Linked DNA regions of Zea mays: region 1 is linked to region 2. Evidence: chromatin contacts called from public Hi-C data. All regions are on one chromosome and are shown on one strand. The core of a region is the stretch at or near the end of the contact, and the rest is flanking DNA. Distances in the headings are between cores, read along the strand shown.

Evidence for each region. Hi-C and Micro-C count contacts between places; a contact is called where the count stands out from the background.
Region 1: a contact with region 2 is called in a Hi-C map of ear, with 4 times the contacts expected there. The contact joins the promoter of LOC103652819 here to the enhancer-like site in region 2. A contact is called at or near these places in 7 of 25 Hi-C or Micro-C datasets (ear, endosperm, leaf and 1 more).

Annotation. Positions count from the first base shown.
Region 1 is chr4:11,266,236-11,270,623 of Zm-B73-REFERENCE-NAM-5.0, forward strand. It overlaps LOC103652819 (leucine-rich repeat receptor-like serine/threonine-protein kinase BAM1), which reads left to right and starts at 2,735. Exons shown (of 2, transcript XM_008679799.4): 1 at 2,735-4,388. The coding sequence starts at 3,269.
Region 2 is chr4:11,230,043-11,234,359 of Zm-B73-REFERENCE-NAM-5.0, forward strand. No RefSeq gene overlaps it. Among protein-coding and RNA genes, the nearest start is that of LOC103652819, 37 kb to the right of the region's middle. Within about 2 kb of position 1,764, at least 11 of the 20 cell types and tissues checked have an H3K27ac peak or open chromatin away from gene starts, as enhancers often do. A contact at or near this core is called in ear, endosperm and tassel, where this site is marked.

The sequences.
Region 1 (4,388 bases), core at 1,485-3,984, 37 kb after region 2:
CACACTACCTAGATTTGAAATGTATAAAGGAACTCTCCCATGCAGAACGGAAATAGCTGTGGTGGTTTCTACAACGGTAGCTTTATGCAGGAGGTTAGTACGCTAGAGCTGAAGCACACTTCATGAATAAGGTATAAATTTGGTCATTCTATTCCATTCTATTTCCAAAATTGTAAGGTATTGGGTTTTTTGCTTGCTTTCTAGGTTGAAGCCTTATGAACCTTGGGCGGACGGGATGTGGCCTGCGCGGAAGCCAGATGCACCCGAGGTTCCAGAAGCTCCACGCGCGACCGATCGGAGGACGCGGATGGTACGTCGAGGGGGAAGCTAAGCTCACGGTATAACTTTCCAGCCTCAGCACGGGAATCCGATGCAGAGGCGGGAGGGAAGCTAGGAACAAGCACGCTCGACAGAGGAAGCGGAAGGTCATATCGCGGATGGCGTCGAGGGCCAGAACGCGACGTCGGGGCTTCTTTCGTGCTTGAGCGGCAGGAGCGAGGCCCATGAGATGGAGCAGGGGCCCACGAACAATGTGGACGCCCTCGTTCCACTCTTATGCTATTTTATATCTCAGAATGTGAATACTTATGTTTTCTATAATAATCATGGGTCATTTTCACTATCCTGGAAAATTCGGATCTGTGTTCGCCTCAATTCCTGGACCCATCTTTGCAGCTCTATATCTGTTTTAGACCATAATATTTGTTTCAGACTACGTTAGGTTATTATGTGTTTCCGTTGCAACGCACGGGCACTCAACTAGTTACTTTATATTTTAAACAGGAGGTTAGTTATTTAGTTTGACATTTAGTTTGACTAAAGTAGGGGGAGGTATTAAGATGGTGACCAGAATCTATTAAATTGCTAGCGAGATTTTTATGATTTACGTTTGAAATGTTCATAGTTTTGGAAGCATTCAAATAACTAACCTCCTGTTTTTATACAGCGGGAGCTCGCCGGCGGTTTGCCTTTTATGCTACACATCTGCGGTGCAGCAAGGTCACCTCGAAATCTGGCACCGATCGGGATCCTGCTCACCCGCTGCCTGCTGGTGCTTGAGGAGCACTGCACTGGAGCAGAGACGATAGCCGGTGCTCAACTTCAAATGTCATTCGGCTCAAAGATGCACCATTAAAACTCGCTCCGATTGCACCGTTCGGCCATCCTGCGTAGATCCTTGTGACCGGAGGGAGGCGGAGCTTGCCAGCCCTCCTGCATGCTGTCCGTGGCGTGCTGCCGCTGGCCCGGCCGCGCCCGTTCGCGTCATCGCTTTGCCGAACTGGATGGAGGTCAAGCGCGGCGCACCCCGGCACCAGCACCATCGGCCGCTTTGTCTATCTCACCTCCCTTTGCTTTCTTTTCTTTTGGCCCCCCTCCCCAGGGTCCCGTGTCCCAGCCAGCCGGAGCCTTTGAACGCCGCTTTTTAGCCGGCCGGCCGCGCTCGCATCGTCTTGCCATGGCATCGGGCTGCAGTTGCACCTGCCTCCCACTTCGTCGTGGCTATGGGGGGGATGGCAGGGTGATATGGAGGAACCTGTCCTTTCCTTTGCTTACCTTCCTGCCCATTCAGATCACTGAACTTTAGCATCTCTCTTTCTCTGTGAGCTAAGGATAGAGTATTATTTTTTTTAGTTTTGGGTTTAGATTTGTTGCTTCACCTCATGAGTAACCAATCTAAGAGTCTGTTTGCACACTACAGCAGCTCTAGATCCAACAAAAAAACAGATTTACTTCATGAAAAATTAGCCAAGTAATTTAGACGCACGAAAATCTAGATTCGAATAAACATATTCAACATTTTAGTGATGAGTTCTCCACTAAATAAAGTTTGTTAAAATTAATAAAAATTACCCACCTCTATCATCTCTACTAATATAAAGTGTTCCCATGCGCTAGCGAAATAAAAAAAACACATCTATCGGGATTCGAATAAGTACAACTCGTATCTAACACATCTATCGTGGTCTCTAGAAAGAGAGCACTCGTATCTAGAAAGAGAGCACTCGTATCTAACAAGTACAACTGATGTTAGTTTATATTATACAAAACAAAATTATATACGATATATATAAAAATCGTAGCGACACATGAGCAACTAACTAATTTTACACAAGTTACTTATTGGTTCTTCTTTGTTTTCCCAGTTCATTCTCTCTTTCCCTCCAAAAAAAAATTCTTTGCATCCGGAATGCAAAGAAACACTTTTACAACCCTCACATCGATCTATCATCTGTTAGTCCATATATATAGAAAAAAACAAATTATTAAAGAGTTAAGTTGCAAATTTTTGATTTGTTTTGTGGAACTTCACGTGGTGGAAGTGAGGTAATGCAAAATAGGGTGCTTCCATCATCTTACTCGTGTCTTAGGACGCAGATGATGTTTGATTCGTGCGTGCCATGGCTAAGGTTTCATCGTGACTGCGGCGGGCCGCGTAACTCGTAGGCTCGTAGCAATGCGACAAACCCAGGAGTGCAGATCTCCCCGATCCATTTCTTTTGTTTGCGCCATAATCATTACCGAAACTCATAGGGCCGGCTCACGTACGTTGATGCCATGGAGACCGGAGTGCATTCCTCTTTTCGTGTCGGGCGACGATGCCATCATAATTCAAACAAAGCCTTTCCTCCAAATACCCTCCAAACCAATGGCACAAAGATTTGAACGAACCAGAATACAACCCCCTGCCGAAGGGACCATGCATGTCCTTGGAGAATTCAAAGCTAGAAACTCCCTACCACAGTGCAAGCCACTTGCCACCTTTGCCATGGCTGCTTCCGTCTCCTCCCAAAGAAAAAGCAAAAGGAGATGAGATAGCGAGCAAGAGGATCACCACTAGCACCATTGAACCAGAGCAGCAGAGCGACGCACTAGCTAGATAGATCAGAGTAGTACGTTGCTCTGTAGTCTACTAGACACCCTTCATCCAGACGCCATATATATCTCAAAAGCCAACCCCCCCTCCCCTGCCTTGCAGTTGCCACAGCGAGCGAGCGAACGAACATATTCCCCTAGATTGCTCTCCTGACACTATCATCTTCCACCTCCCAGCTTCACTCTCAAGCCTCCACTCCATCTTCTTGTGAAGCTTCTCAAGATTCTCGCATGCCTTTACTCCTCCTCTCACTCACTCTCGCCAGCTTGCTTGCTAAACAACCTCCAACGCCGACGCCAATGCCGACAGCTCAACTCCTCTAACTAGCCTCCCGCCGCAATTCACAAGCGCCCGGAGAAAGAAAAAAGAAAGAAACATTGGAGGCACCCCCCGATGAGGCCTTCGCCACCTCTGCTCCTGCTCGTGCTCCTGCATTTCGCGCTCCTGTCCACCAACGCCAATGGGAACGGCGACCTGCGCGGCGACGCGATGGCGCTGCTGGCCCTCAAGGCCGCGCTCAGCTGCCGCCCGGGCGCGCTGCGGTCGTGGTCGGTGGCCAATGCCGGGTCCGTGTGCGCGTGGGCGGGCGTCCGCTGCGCGGCCGGGCGCGTGGTCGCCGTCGACATCGCCAACATGAACGTGTCGGACGGCACGCCCGTGTCGGCCCGGGTGACGGGGCTCGGCGCGCTCGAGACCATCTCGCTGGCCGGGAACGGCATCGTGGGCGCCGTCGCCGCGTCGGCGCTCCCGGCGCTGCGCCACGTCAACGTGTCCGGGAACCAGCTGGGCGGCGGCCTCGACGACGGCTGGGACTTCGCGTCGCTGCCCGGCCTCGAGGTGCTGGACGCCTACGACAACAACTTCTCGGCCCCGCTCCCGCTCGGCGTCGCCGCGCTCCCGAGGCTCCGGTACCTGGACCTCGGCGGCAACTACTTCACCGGCGAGATCCCCGCGGCGTACGGCGCGATGCCCGCGGTGGAGTACCTGTCCCTCAACGGCAACAACCTGCAGGGGCGCATCCCGCCGGAGCTCGGCAACCTCACCACCCTCCGGGAGCTCTACCTCGGCTACTACAACGTGTTCGACGGCGGCATCCCGCCGGCGCTCGGCCGGCTGCGCAGCCTCACCGTGCTGGACGCCTCCAACTGCGGCCTCACGGGGCGCGTCCCGGCGGAGCTCGGCGCGCTCGCCTCCCTCGGCACGCTCTTCCTCCACACCAACCAGCTCTCTGGGCCCATCCCGCCGGAGCTCGGCAACCTCACGTCGCTCGCCGCGCTGGACCTCTCCAACAATGCGCTCACGGGCGAGGTCCCTCGCTCGCTGGCGTCCCTCACCTCGCTCAAGCTGCTCAACCTGTTCCTGAACCGGCTCCGCGGCCCGGTGCCCGACTTCATCGCCGCGCTGCCGCGTCTGGAGACGGTGCAGCTGTTCATGAACAACCTCACCGGCCGCGTCCCCGCGGGGCTCGGCGCCAGCGCCGCGCTCCGGCTCGTCGACCTGTCCTCGAACCGCC
Region 2 (4,317 bases), core at 514-3,013:
CCAACTTTAAATTTAAATAACTTTTCAAGACCTACAATTTTCATTTTGGTCGTTCCATCTGATGAGGCCATTTGGGATATTCGAATTTTATATTTTTAAAATTCAGACGTAGTTTTTGTTGACAATATGACTTCAAATCAAAAGGTTGCAAACTACAAAACTCTATAGCTTCTCAAGATCTACAAAGTTTGTTTTGGTTGTTTGATCATTTGCTCATCCAACATGGTGGTTATAACATTGTTCACAAATCTTATACATTTCTCTTGTAGTTTCATAAACTACAAGAGAGATATGTAAGTTTTGTGAACAATTTTATTTTACTTTGTCCTATGAAGAAATGACTAAAATAAAAATTATACATCTTGATGAGTTATACAACTTTATAGTTAAAACCTTTTTCATTGAAATTAATTTACTGCTTCAAAATGTGATTTGAAAATTATATTTACCTAGTGTAAAAAGAAAACATTCGGCAAAGAAGAAATTATTTACTGGGTGTCAAAAGAAAACACTCCGTAAAAAAGCTCTTTGCCAAGTGTCAGATAAAAAACACTTGGTAAAAAGCTTATTTGCCGAGTGCCGAAAAAAATACACTCGGCAAAAACTCGTTTTGTCTGCTCATGTCGCTAGAACTAGGTCTTGACTTTTTTTAATGTATGATACTAATTTAGTGATCTCTAAAAATGAATTCCTTATTATGTGAACTGCCTTTGAGTGGTTGCAAAGGTCATGTAAAAGGATTTTATTTTTTTGTTAGTCTTGGTGAGTGGTTGCAAAGGTCATGTAAAAGGATTTTATTTTTTTTGTTAGTCTTGGTTAGAACGGAATCTGATAGCTTTGTAGTTCTAGAATCAACAATGCAGGATCAATTTCTAAAACCATAGCTGAAAATTGAGTTCGATTATTGTCCGTGAACGAAAACCATTTGCACATGCAATTGTTACAATCATTTGTTTCTGCGTGAAGATATGCCATATATATATATATATATATATATATATATATATATATATATATATATATATATATATATATATATATATATATATATATATATATATATATATATATATATATATATATATATATATTATATGCAAAGTGCATGTGTCACACTTTGTTGTAGGGATAATTAATGTAATGTGTACGTCGTGATGGATTACATGCACGCATGTCTTTTCCATAAACATAATTATTATATCATGATGGTAAACTTCTGTTATGCTGTCAAGTAGAAGTAGTAGATCCATGCATGTGAACCGTGATTTTTCTATTAAAAGTACTAATCAAGACGAAGACGTGTAATCGATGCACATGTGGTGTTCTGAGCCATGCACAGTAGATACAAAAGGGGTTAACCCCATGCAAGGAATTGAAAGGGAGCTTCTGCAAAGCGGCGCCTTCTTCCCTTGCCCCGGCCCGACGGTGGAGACGCGCGGTAGTTTTCCTCAGAAAAGCGCGCGAAGAGCAAGCAGCAGCACCACCGCCACACTAGCTACTAGTCGTCCCGGTCAGTGGTCACTAGCTACGGTACTACAGTACTGTGGACAGACGAAAAGAGATGGCAAAGCAGAGAGAGAGAGAGAGAGAGAGAGAGAGAGAGAGAGAGAGAGAGAGGATGGAGAGCCATGGAGGGAACTAGCTTTGCAAAAGCACAAGCAAAAACTAAAGATCGAGAAAGTGCAAGAGAGAGAGGGAGAGACGAACGAGGGAGTACGGATATGATATGCATACGGATACGGTTATACTACGAAACACATATGATACAGGTGCACGCTTTCCGATATGCTCTGTGGGGTTCGCTGGGCCCAATGCAGGAACATGCATGCAGCATGCAGCATGCACGTCTTTACATTTTTTCCCCGCTTTACTTTCCTTTTGATTTGATGAAGCGGTGCGTACGGTGGAGCGATCCGAAGTTGCAGGCTCCATCTTTGCGCATCTCACTTGCTTTTACATTCCGTGTGTTCTTTAGTCACTCACTTCTCTCTCATTTTTACTCTCGGTGATTTCACTTATCGCCATCGATTCTAACGGTTAGCTCTCAATTTATGTGGATTGAGTGGGATTAGGTGAGTTTAAATTCCAAACATGTCAAACTTCTTCTTAATTTTTTCCAGTCTCATCTAATCCATGTTAACGGGAATAACCGAATAAGGCATAAAACTGACAGTGATATAAATATTGCTAATATTCTTTATAAAGTTAATTAAATTTAAATAGTGGTCGGCAAGAATGCTATAGTGAAAAATATTTTGAGGCCGAATAAGAGACAATGGCCAATTTTCACTTTCACATATACACAGAGATCAGTAGTGCCTTCAAGTTGTGATTCTCTACTGTGTAAGTTTGGTTTTTGGATCACTGTATTCGTCTCGCCTTTCCTTTTTCCGAGAGTACCATGCATGTGCTTGTCTTGTTCGTTGCGCTTTTGCGAACTAACAAACGCTTCTTCCAAGATTCCTTTTTGTTTTATTGTTGGGACGCCACTCCACCACGCTTTGCGCGATTGTCGTGCATGCGTAGGATATGGTGAACTATACTAACTACATACTCATGCAACCATGTGAAGCAGCTGTTCCATTGGAAACTTCCTGGGGAGATAAGAAAAAAAAGCTGGACGGGCTACAAATCTACTACTCCCTCTGTTTCGTTTTAGTTGTCGCTGGATAATGCAAAATTAAACTATCCAGCGATACTAAAAAGAAACGGAGGGAGTACCATATTTTTTTTGTTAAATCAGCTTCGAACTTCGTAATAATAATGCAATACTGATGGAGACGTCGACGACTGGACACAGATTCATATATAATAATGCAATACTAATGGGGCGCCCTCAGTTTCAGTCTTTGCGCTGGAAATGGCCGATCATTAAAAAAATTTCTTTTGTCGAAATTCATAGACTTGCGAAACGATCTTGAAATATACTTACTTCACCATGTTCCTGCACCCAAAAAAAAAAGTTCTCCCATTCCCATCCTCTTCCAGGAACAAAAGCACAGCTACCCTACCCAGGTGAGGGCTGAGGGATGTGTAGTAGTACTGTCCATCCCTGCATGGCTGCATGGCGGAATGGGCGCCGGAGTCGGCGGCGCTTCGAGAATCATGCGTGGCAGGCAGCGAGAACTCCAATGCAAGGCAGCTTGCTGCCATCGATTGCCATGACTGAAACACGCATGCATGCATGCATGCAGAGTTCTAGTGTCTGCAATGGACAATGATGAATCCTCCTCTCCCCTGCATTGCAATTGCAAAGCAGCATGCAATGCAATGCTCTAGATCTTCCGGCGACTGGGCGCCGGCGACCACGCCCGCCCGCCCACCACCAACCATACGCATGAATTTTAAGCTGCCCCTCATCAACCAGTCATGAGTCATCATTGCCATGCACCCCCCCCCCCCCCCCCCCCCCCCCCCCGGCCGCGTCGTCCGCCGTGCCTGCCATGCCATCGCCGGACCAGACACAATGATTCGCCCATGATCATCGCCGGACCGGCTAGTCGATGTGGATCGAAGCAACGTACGCACTGTACGCTGTGCTGCAGTGGCACCACCACTGTATGTATCCACTGCACCGCTTGTTGCGCCCACACCAAGCACTTGGTAGTTTGCATGCCCCGCAGAGGGTGCAGGCCGGCCATGCCTGCAGGCTGGCTGCAGCCGGCTGCATGCATCGGCCAAGCTTGGCTGCAGAGCTAGCGATGCATACTGGGCTACTGGCGTCGCAGGCGGCGGTGATGCGTAGTGCGGCAGTGGTCGCGGTCGCGGTCGCAGCCGGCCAGCGGGAAGCGCCACTGGGGTTTTGGAGAGACGTGCATGGCGCTTTCTCCGGGCGCTAGCTAGCTTAGCTCGAGATTGACTGGCAGGCTGCATGGGCAGGCAGTGCGCCTGCCCGCGCCTGACGACGGCTGTGCCTCGGCTAGCTTGCTGCCAGTGCCAGTGCCAGGCAAGCTGACGCCCGGTTTCCTCCACCACCGGCCACCGCCATCCAGGATCAGGTTCAGAAGACGAGAGGAAAGTGTGCATGATGGAGAAATATACTGTGAGCTTCAGTTTGCCCGATGTCACAGCAGCGCGCGCGGTGGGCGAGGGAACAGGAGGACATGTGCTCAGCTCCATGACCCGGCCCTCCAACTGTTTACGGTCTTCGTGGCCCTCTAACGGTTACAGTGTGAGGATAGCGTGCGCTCCGTCAGGCCAAGTCAACCGGATGAGTGGACGCAGCAAAACAGTGTTGCATGTCACACATGAATAGAAATTTTTTTTCCCCTTCGCGGACCCCTTTTTATTCACCGGTGGTGCCAGTAACTCTTTCCT